3 separate regions of the Sus scrofa genome follow, and all the other regions are linked to region 1. The links are chromatin contacts, called in public Hi-C and promoter capture Hi-C maps. All regions are on one chromosome and are shown on one strand. The core of a region is the stretch at or near the end of the contact, and the rest is flanking DNA. Distances in the headings are between cores, read along the strand shown. Region 1 overlaps CELSR2 (cadherin EGF LAG seven-pass G-type receptor 2). Region 2 has its middle 21 kb from the start of AMIGO1. Region 3 holds the start of TMEM167B (protein kish-B).

Region 1 (3,289 bases), core at 572-3,071:
CAAACAGACCCCACTGTCGGAGGTTGTGGTTCGGGTCCCGCCTGGGGGAGGGGCTGCAGGGGATCCAGGGGCAGGCTGAGGCCTCTTGGGCCCCTTGCCACCCCACGGACTGTTCTAGATGCCAGGCTTTCCCTGTGGGCCCTGAGAGCCTGGGCTCAGAGGATGGGACGTGGGGACCACCACGTGCCTGGGAACTGGTGACCTCTGAGGGCAGAGCCGCCGGATCCAGTGGCGAGAGAACAGAGTCCTGGGGCGTGGGAGCCTGGCCAGGACCCAGGCCGGGCGTTCCAGCTGCCTGGCCAAGCGCTCAGCCTGCAGACTCCCAGGACAGAGGGCTGGGGAAGGAGGGTTGGGCCAGGGACCACGTTCTGTCTCTTCTGCCACCAGCAAGGAGGGGGCCCGCCCCAGGCACCTGAGCCCCTGCGCCACACCTGGGAACTGCTGAGATCCTCCAGAGGGCTCCTTGTTGGCTGCACCCTGGGGATGGGCGGGTCAGGGCACCCCCACTCCAGACACATCAGGGAAGGGGGAAGGAAAGGAGCCTGGCGGGCCTCACTTCCAGTGCAGGGAGTCCAGGCCGGGAGTGAGAGGCAGGCGGGACACAGGGCGTGGCTTCAGCGCCCCTACTTGTGGCCCTTTCTGGACTGATGCTCCCCTGCCGCACTCCTCAGGTGGCCATCACAGCCAAGGCACATGAGCGTTTAGAGGTCGCAGAGAAGGCTCTGTGCCTCTGGAAGCTTCAGTTCTCCTCCAGGAGGAGGAAGTGGGAGCTGGAGCTCCCCTGTCTCGTGTCCTTCTCTGTGCTGGGAGCCAGTGGGAAGCGGTGGAGGGCCGTGGCCTCTCCCTCCTGTCCACCCCCCAGTCCACTCAGTGAGTGCGCAGGATGCCGAGGGATGGGGCAGAGGAGGCCCCCCCTGCCCCCGCCTTCGTGTCTCTACCGGGCAAAGCCCCAGACCGCAGCCCCCCAGAATAGAGGGCGCAGCCTTGGCTGGCCCTCCGGCCCTAGCCCCACCCTCTCCCCTCGGCCCTGACCCTTGGAGGCAGTCACCACGGCAACCCCAAAGTTCAGGGAGGTTGGGGTGAGAGGGATCGACTCCCACTGCCCCTTTGTTTTCCTTCTCTTGTTCTTTGTCTCTTCTTTCTTTCCCGCCTCTGCCCCCGGGGCCCTTCTGCTGGGCCCCCTCCACTGCCCTCTCCCCATCTCCTGTGTGACTCTCTCCTCCTTTCCCACTTTCTCCACTGCTGGCTCTTTTCCTGGGCCTTTGTCTTCCCCTGTTTGGTCTCTGTGCTTATGCCTCTCTGATTTCCCCCTCTCTTGTTTGCAGCGGCTGCAGCTGCCCCAGCCTGGGCTGCATGGCTCTCCTGAAGCCTGAGTTCCCCCTGCCTTTTCTTCCTCTGCTAAGACACGCAGGAGCTCCTGTCCATGGCATGGTCAGCCCCGGGAGTGGCAGACCCCCTCCAGGCCTACAACTTCCACTGGCACATCTGCCAGGGGAAGGGAGGCTTGGAATCCGATTCTGCCACAGTCTGGGATGTGGAACTTTTCCAGGTGTGGCTGGCTGGGCTCTGGGCACAGACGGTGTTTCCTGGGGTCAGGGCCCACCCCAGCCTTTTTTCTGTCCAGGAGGATGGCTCACGCAATGCACCCCCCACCCCTGTTCCCACCATCTTCTTTGCACCTGAGGGGTGACCCAGGTCAAGGCAGGGGAGAGGAACAAAGAGGCAGGAGAGGGCAGTGAGTTGACTGCTGGGAGGGGGGACAATAGCAGAGGGGCAGGTGGCCACAGATGGTGGACAGATGGGAAGCAACAGAGACACTGGGCGAGGGGCATAGGCGGGGCCTGAGACAGCAGAGGAGGGACGTGGGGAGGAGTGCTTGTTCCCAGGGCTGAGGGGTGATGAGGTTTCCGTGGCTCGTTGGCCTTGACTGCCGCCTCCCCTCCCCAATCAGTTAGGAGTACTCTGTGTGGACGCTTAGGCCGCTTTCTACCCGGAGGGACTATCACACTCAGGATTGGCTGGGCACCAGGTAAACAGGAGTCCTGTGCCAGCTCCATACCTCAGTGCAAGGGGGGTCTGAAGAAGGGAGAAAAGGAGAGCCTGAGGTCATCAATCTGGGGGGGCTTCCTGGAAAAGGTGAGTTTAGGGCAGGTTAGAAAACTAGGACTATGGGCCGGTGTCTGGAGAGGCCAGGTAGGAAGGAACAGCCTGTGCGGTATCTGGGTATCTGCAAGTCGAGAGAAGGAGGAGCAGAAGTGGGTGACGACAAAACAGGCTTGCTGCTGGGAGCAGGCGGGCCTCGGCGTTCTCAGACCATGAGGCTGGAGGGCAGGTGCGCGGTGGGCCGCGGTCATGGCTGGGACAGGTGTTGGGCTTCGGCTTTCCCAGGCTCAACTGAGACACCAGTGCCGTCGACGCCTCCAGGAGATGTGACAAAGACGCAGAATCTATTCCTAGATCCCTCTCCTACTCCCATCCCACCCCAGAAACACCAACTCCTGCCCCATTCCTGCCAGGGTGTTCTTTTTCATAGCTGCTTAGGCTCCTCCTGCTGTTTGTGAAGCTCATTTTTTCATTATGGAGACCAAACAGATTCTCATGAACATCTTAGTATTGACTGAAAACCTACTATGTGTAGGACACTGTAGTAAATAAAAAATGAGTGTCCCTTGTAGCCCTGCCGAGCCTTTTCCCTCTTCCCTTGGCCTCTAGTTTTCATTTTCAGCTGAGTAAAATCCATTGCCATGTATTTGCGCATTCAGGTGTACATGGTATTTCTGGGCTTAGGGTGTGTGGGTGGAGTGAGACACCGGCGAGTGCATACTTAGCTGTTCATAAGTGAGTGTGTGGCCTGAGGGTGTGCCAGGCTGTAATTTGGCGAGCCAAGTGGGCGATGAGGAGCTGGAGGGCCTAGGGCTGGAGGAGGGGTCAGCCCTGTGGGGCTCTGTCTGGGCAGCAGGATGGAGAGCTGCCCAGGCCCTTCCATCTCTGGTCCCTCGGACCCCGCAGCAGCAGGGCAGTGGGTGGTGCTTCCACCGGTAAGGTGGCTCAGCTGGATTTCCTGGGGTGGGGCCCCCCGGCTACCCTCAGCAGCCCAGAGTTGGGCGGGAAGAATGCTTTGTGTGGGGCGTTGCCATGGGGATAGCGGGCCTGTGCCCAAGCAGCCATGGGACTCAGTGGGAGGAGGACTGGGTGGCCCAGTGACCCAGTTCACCCCCCACTCTGCCGCAGTGGGGGAAAGGGGAACACGGCCAGGGTCAGGGTTGTGGTAGCTGAGATACAGAGGCTG
Region 2 (3,289 bases), core at 437-2,936, 240 kb after region 1:
GCGCACACGTCCTGGAGGCTCCACGTTTAGGCACCTTCTCTGCGAGCAGAGGGACCCTGTGGGGACTAACGAATGCTGTTACAGATTCATAGACATCTGCTGGTGGGGCCTGGGGAGTCCCTTCTAGAAGGAAAAGCCCTTTGCTTCTGACACTCCTGCACAATGTTGAGATACAAACCATTCCCTGGCAACTTAGGAATCTGGGTCCTAACGCCACACACACTGCAGCAGAGCTGACAGCCGTGGGGATAATGACTGTTCTTGCTTTACACGCTCTGCAAGCCTCTCCCGGACCTTGCCCTCTGTGCACTTAAAGCTGCAGCAGCCTGTGAAGCAAAAATTGCTCCCTGCCCCTCGTCACAGATCAGGAAGGCCTAAGGATCAGAGAGACCAGGACCTGGCCCAGTCCACAGGGCGGATAAATGGCATCGAGGGGACACCCAGCCAGGACCCTAACAACGGCTCTCCTCGGCTCGGACACCCTGAAGAGAGGTGGTTTGGCATTGGTACATCTTGTGCTCTCTTTCTGGGCTGATTCCTGGGCTTCTCAGAGAGCCAGTCACAAGATCCCCTGTGCTGGGGTTCCCTCTCCAGGTGGTGTGGGCACCCCCTACCTCTTGTTCCAGCTAGAACCACGCAGGTTCAGCATCTTGGCCCCTGCTGTCACTCCCTGTTCTGGAATCAAAGAAGCCATTGAGGAGGAGGCCATCCTGCTGGTCCCAGGAACTCATTCACGGGCCTGCTCTGACTCTGAGGCCAGTTGCCGTGTCCTCTTCGAGTCTATGTGGACATTCTTTCCCTCATAACGCCAGCAGAAGGAGGAGGACTATCTTCGGTTCCCTTCTTTCAGTTCACTCCTCCCTGGGAATCAGGCTGGAGGAAGGTCAGCAAAGCCAGGTCATCACCACACTCCCCCTGCCCTCAGCACCTCTTGGTCCCAGACAGACAGACAGACAGACAGACAGATGGATCAACGTCAGACACAGCAGAGCCCAGCTGGTCTCCGCTCTATCGGATCCCTTGATAGCAGCTGCTCCCAACCTGATGGAGGCTCAGGGGAGAGGGAGCTGCTTCTGGGAGCCGTGGTGACCACCGCACATTCTGATTGGTTCTGGGAGGCCTCAGGAAGCAAGTGCACTTTGGATTTGTTAGGGATTCATTTGTTGGATTTGCTGGGACATACCGGATGGGTCAAGGGTGATCCATCTGATTTTAATCAGTAGTTTGGGAACTTACAGCCAAGGCCCTGGGGCCAGGGCCAGGCTGGGGGTGGATGGGTGGGGTTGGGGCCTGAGTAGAACCAGCACTGACCACCGGGGAGTTAGCAAACCGGCTCTCAAATCTGCTCTCCCCAGCTGGGTGTCCTTGAGCAAATTGCTTCTGATCCCTGGGGGCACGGTTTCCTCACCCATCACCAGAGACACACATTTTCCAGGCCCTCTGCCCTTTATGCTCTTGTAGTTCAACCAGCCTGCCGGCTCTTTAGGGCTGGAGCTGAGCCTAGAAGAACTCAAGTCCGGAACGCAGGCCTTGTGACTCCCAGGCTCAATTCACTGCTGATTCTGGAAACAGAGGTAACAGCAGGCCATCTGGGGAGCAGAGGCCACTGCACCAACTGGCCTGTTCAGCAGAGCAGGGAAACAACCTGGAAAGCCAGTAGCTGGACCTGTGCTGGTGCTGGGGGTGGGGCGTGGCGTCGGGTGGGGGTGGAGCCCAGCGGTTCCCACAACTCAACTGGTGGCCTGAGGACATGTGAACTGAGAGACCCCAGGGCTGCCTTAGAACAAACAGGAAAGGAACCGAGAGAACTAAAGCAAAGCCGAATAACAGTCAGCCAGGCATAGAGAGCTCAAGGCTTTTGAGAGTTTGCTTTCTCTCTCTGTAAACCAACCAGTGTGGCCTAGGGGTACTTTGGAGGTCTAGACACTTCCTTGCTCAGTAAGTGAAAGGCCAGTTCATGAAATAAAGCCGAACTCCCCTCTGACTGTGGGCCTCCTGGGTCAGGCCCCGAGAGCGGTGTTCTTCCTGGGGGCCCGGGAGGGGGAGAAAAACTACCATTTCTTCCCTCCCTCCTTCCACGGCCCACCCTTCCCAGAGGTCAGAACACCCCCCTGCCAGCACCCGGCCCACAGGAAACCAAACCCACTGAGCCACCGAGCCCCCTGGGACACAGAGAGGTGGGCCTTGGGCTGGGGGCAGCAGAAACAGCCGCCTTAGGTGTCATCTTGCTGTGGATATGGGAGGAGCCGGACTTTTAAGGTCCCTTCGGAGACCCACATGGGTGACCTGAACCTCTTTCCTGCCCTTCTAATCCCTGGAGAGAGAAGACTCAGGCACCCCCGCCCCCCGCGGCCAGATCAGGGCCAGCCCAGAAGTCAGAGTCAAAGCCTGCCTCTCCAGTCTCCAGGCAGGCGGCTTTTGTGTGTGAATTCCGAGGAGCTGGGCTCCAGGCCGGCAGCAGGGAGGGAAGCGTGGCCCTGAGCACAGAAGGAGGCAGCCCCTAGGCGCTTCCTCTGCAGACAGACGGGGTATTGATCCTGCTCACACGCCCCCTCCCTCTCTCCACTTCATGGCGCAGCTAATGGCCTGGAAAAAACTGGCCAGCTGTTCCCCAGCTGTGACATAATGAGCTCAGGGACGATCAATGCCCGTTCCGGTCTCTAATTAGGCCGTGGAGCTGGCTGGGGTGAGAGTGTGGCCTGTTTCCTGAGGGCACCACTTCCACTCCCGTCCCCAGCTGCCGTCTGCTGGCAGCCACCTGGGCCCACGCATCTGTGCCCTGGAGGAGGGGGGGCCGCCGAGTGGCCCTGGGGAGTCTCCTGACCCAGAGCGCCTTCTCTGGCGGCAGAAGTACGGACCCCACAAGCGTGTCCGTGGGGGTGGCCAGACTGGTGAGGGGGACCTGGCCTGCACGTGAAGCTCCGCACCCCAGCGTCTGTCACATCCCTCTCTCTGCCTGGGTCTGCCACCCTGGGCAGTGGGCGTCAGTCCCAGCCCTCCAACTCCCTGCCCCGGAGACTCTGCCCTGGACGACACCCATCCTCCCCGGCTAGTCCTGGATGCCCAAGCCTGGGGCTGCAGGGAAGAGGCTGGAGCAAGTTTGGCTTCTAGCCCAGCCTTCCTCTGCTATTTATACGCTTAGTCCAGGAGGCAGGAATCAGATTCTCAGTGTACTCGCTGCAGAGGAGGAAGTGAGGGTGGAGAGAGAGATGGGGAAGGCAAGGTGTACACAGAGGCGAAGAGCCAGAGCGGCGGGGAGCAGAGGCCCATGGCAAAGAGGCTCTGAGAG
Region 3 (3,289 bases), core at 509-3,008, 130 kb before region 1:
AAAGAAAACTGGAATGGCTTCCGTCTAGTAAAAACGAGGAGATAAAAGTTATCTCCAAAAGAGTAGATGGCATGAGCCAAAATGTGAGAGCAGAGAGTACATTTGAGGAACGCAGAACAGTCTTTTCAGAGCTGAAGCTTGAAGTCCACATATAGGAACAATAGAAAATGCTGCTGGAAGGCCTTGTATAGCAGGCAAGGAGTTAGACATATACTCAGCAGGCAGCGGTTGTGTTAAAGTAAATAGCAGTCATGGTGTGGACTAAAATTTTCTAGTTCTGAGTTCAGAAGACCAGAAGACTGTCGATACTGGATAGTCCTTACTCTAAACCTTAGATTATCTCTAAAATAGAGGTGATGAGGCAGTTGTGACGATTACTTCAGGTACGATGACAAGGTGTGTTTGCTTTGAAAATGTCAAAATGTTATACAAATGCACGTTCTCACTGCTGTGAGGATTTAATTGATGCTTAAAAACTTCTAGCCTGGGATCTTCCATACCCTTGGAGGACAAGGCAGGTGTGGCCAGAAAAAAAAAAAAAAAGAAAAAACAGTGACTGAAATGGCAAAATCACAAAGGTGATGGATGTAGAACGGAAAAGGGGGCAAGAGGAATGATATTTTGAAAAAGAGTTAACTGATTAAAAGATAATTTACAAATTATAAATTCTAATTTATCCCTCCCTCTCTTTCCCCTTTGGTAACCATGTTTTCTATGCCCGTGGGTCTATTTCTGTTTTGTAAATAAGTTCATTTGCATTTATGTGTATTTTCATAAGGAGTCTGTCCTAATCAGACTTTTTGGCTTGCTTTTCCACTCCAACTCCTAGGAGGCTTTGATAGCTTTTCTTCCTCAAAACCAAGCAGGCCGCAGCCAGCAGGTGGCTCTGCAGGAGGAAGGACAAAGAATCCCTTTAGGATGTAGACATCTGCGGATTACTAACCTTAACTAACCTTCAGCTCCCAACAACTCAGTCGCACTTTCGCCCCGACTCTAATAAAGGCAGGTCGCGTTGTGTGTAATTAAGGATTTCGCTGTTCAAAATGGGACCTGTGGCTTCGTCTCCTCAACCCCGCGCTAACATTAAACTGACGGTGTATTTGGTCAGGTTGTTAAAATGCTGTGAGAAGAGCTGTCCCAATATCTCCATTTCCCGGTTAAAGAAGTTGAGGTGACCCCTGCATAACTAAATACAAGAGATAATTGAGACTATCCTGATAGTTTAAAGAAAAATTGATGCAAACAGGCAATTATCTAAACGTTTCCCAACAATGTAGAGTTTTAGCGTTATAAGGTTCCTAACTGAAAGTCCAAACGCAACCTCACTCTCCAGATTTGTTTAAGGAGTAAGGAGAGACGCAGCAAGCGCGGCTTCTTTTAAATGGAAGCTTGAGACGGAGACCTCTCCGTTGCAGGCGGCACCTCTCCGTTGCAGGCGGGCAGCCGCTTACAGACACACCAAACGCACACACGCAGACACTGCAGCTACCAAAGCGCAAAATAAAGGGCAAAACTGAAGCCTTTACCTTTTTCAACCACGACGCTAGCAGGACAGGTTACGCCCCAACACTAACTCTTCAGGGGCGCTCAGAAGAGACTTGGTTACCATGGCCACGGAGGAACCCTGCGGGATAGCGTTTTTCTAAACCACACATATTAGCGCAATTCCTCCCACGCAGGTTCCCTAGCTCGGCAATCGACTATCCACCCCTGATTGCGTTCGGCGCTCCCCTCTCTGCCCTTGCGCCTGCGTACTCTGACTCCTGCCCTGATCGCTGCGGCCCTGATCGGGAAGTGTCAAGCGGGAGCTGGGGTTCCCCCGCCTTCGCCGCTACCACCGCCGATCCCGGGACGCCATACCCAGGCCCCGGCCCAGCCGCCATGACGAACGGTGAGAACCAATGCCCAGAGCGGCGGAGGAGAGAGCAGAGCGAGAGGAAACGTGGCGGGCGGAGCCGGGACTGACGTGGCCGCTCTCCCCGCCCCCTCCCAGCCCAGTCCCCCCTTGTTCTCTTGGGGCCGTAACTCCTGTTCCCTCAACCCCTCTGCGGGTTCCTCCGCCCTGTGCCCATCTGGAACCCTCAGTGCTTCATGTGCCCCCTCCCCGAGTCCTTGGCCCCTACCCTGTGCTTTCCCTTGTCCCCTTTCTAGAAGTTCGTTCTGGCCCTTAATGTCGCTTTAGCACCAGTGAAAAACAGATCCTTCTCACAGCCCTCTGCGTTCTCATACTTTTGGATAGTAAGCTCCTAGGGAGGACAAAAAAATCAGAGGATTTTTGGCTCCACATTTGGGGGGGCAGTGAATGTAGACTCAAAAAAAAGTTCTACTTGTTTTGCAAAAATGCTTTAAAGTTTTCTCTTATTTGATTCTAAAGTCCTGCCTGGACGATCCCATCTGGAGACCATGGTTAGTGTTGCAGGGTTTGCATTTAGACACTGCCTCTTCTAAATGATGTGGCAGTTGCTACCCTGTTTGTCTGACCTAATTTTTCAGGTGTCTTCAAACACTTTATGGACATGATTACCGAATTCCAGGGAAGGGCAAGAAACAAAGCCTTTGCAGTCTTTAGCATCAACCTTAACAAGAAAGATGAGAAGGCTTCTTAGGCAGTATAATTTGAGGCGCATAGGAGAGCATCTCTCAAAAGTACTTCTCCATAAACCTGGTACTGAGGGTTCACATTTCCCGTCCTTGTGGCTTTTGGCTTTACCTGTCAGAATTTATGGTAGAAAAAGACTAGCAAGTAAAATATTGTTCAGCATAAAAACTTAGTGTATGTTTTAATTTACTGGACGCTTGTTTTAATTTGGCTGTGGGGTAGTTTTACTGGAAGGAGAGAGGGCGGTACACTGGTGGCCCAGAACTGGCAGATGCTGGTTTTGTAAAATATCCTTTTGGAGCTTCAGGAGCAGTCAGAGGTCCGAGGTTATTAGGCACAGTACAGGAAGGGATATCACCCAGAGGAAGAAATCATCTAAACTGAGAAATAAGAGAGCAGTTGGAACACAGTAATTATTGAATAAATGTTCATGACCCATCACCCTTTATTTATTTATTTATTTTTTTGCACTTAGGTGATTCATTGTGTTAATAAGAAACAGCTTGGGGAGTTCCCACTGTGGTGCATGGGTTAAGAACCCGATTGCAGCAGCTCAGGTCACTGTGTAGGTGCAGGTTCAATCCCCAGCCTGCTGCAGCAGGTTAAAGGATCTGTTTTGGTTTACATATGTAAGAAATAGAACTAATTGTTCAAAGGTTTTTTCCCCCACAATCGTCGTCCCACTATGTC

What was found. Promoter capture Hi-C pulls out the DNA fragments that hold promoters and counts their contacts. A called contact is a pair of places that touch in the nucleus more often than the background predicts.
Region 2: a contact with region 1 is called in a Hi-C map of epiblast stem cells, with 2.6 times the contacts expected there. The contact joins two enhancer-like sites. A contact is called at or near these places in 1 of 5 promoter capture datasets (fetal liver) and 10 of 47 Hi-C or Micro-C datasets (embryonic fibroblasts, epiblast stem cells, liver and 4 more).
Region 3: a promoter capture Hi-C map of liver shows a contact between it and region 1, with 4 times the contacts expected there. The contact joins the promoter of TMEM167B here to the enhancer-like site in region 1. A contact is called at or near these places in 1 of 5 promoter capture datasets (liver), 11 of 47 Hi-C or Micro-C datasets (alveolar macrophages, embryonic fibroblasts, epiblast stem cells and 6 more) and 1 of 2 datasets of contacts at active chromatin or transcription factors (skeletal muscle).

What each region holds. Positions count from the first base shown.
Region 1 is chr4:110,837,668-110,840,956 of Sscrofa11.1, reverse strand. All of the region lies in intron 1 of CELSR2 (cadherin EGF LAG seven-pass G-type receptor 2), which reads left to right. Among named protein-coding and RNA genes, the nearest start is that of CELSR2, 6.0 kb to the left of the region's middle. Within about 2 kb of position 1,821, at least 22 of the 83 cell types and tissues checked have an H3K27ac peak or open chromatin away from gene starts, as enhancers often do. A contact at or near this core is called in epiblast stem cells, liver, retroperitoneal adipose tissue and 1 more, where this site is marked.
Region 2 is chr4:110,598,203-110,601,491 of Sscrofa11.1, reverse strand. No RefSeq gene overlaps it. Among named protein-coding and RNA genes, the nearest start is that of AMIGO1, 21 kb to the left of the region's middle. Within about 2 kb of position 1,686, at least 33 of the 83 cell types and tissues checked have an H3K27ac peak or open chromatin away from gene starts, as enhancers often do. A contact at or near this core is called in epiblast stem cells, liver, retroperitoneal adipose tissue and 1 more, where this site is marked.
Region 3 is chr4:110,969,978-110,973,266 of Sscrofa11.1, reverse strand. TMEM167B (protein kish-B) reads left to right here and starts at 1,758. Exons shown (of 3, transcript XM_001926138.5): 1 at 1,758-1,891. The coding sequence starts at 1,882.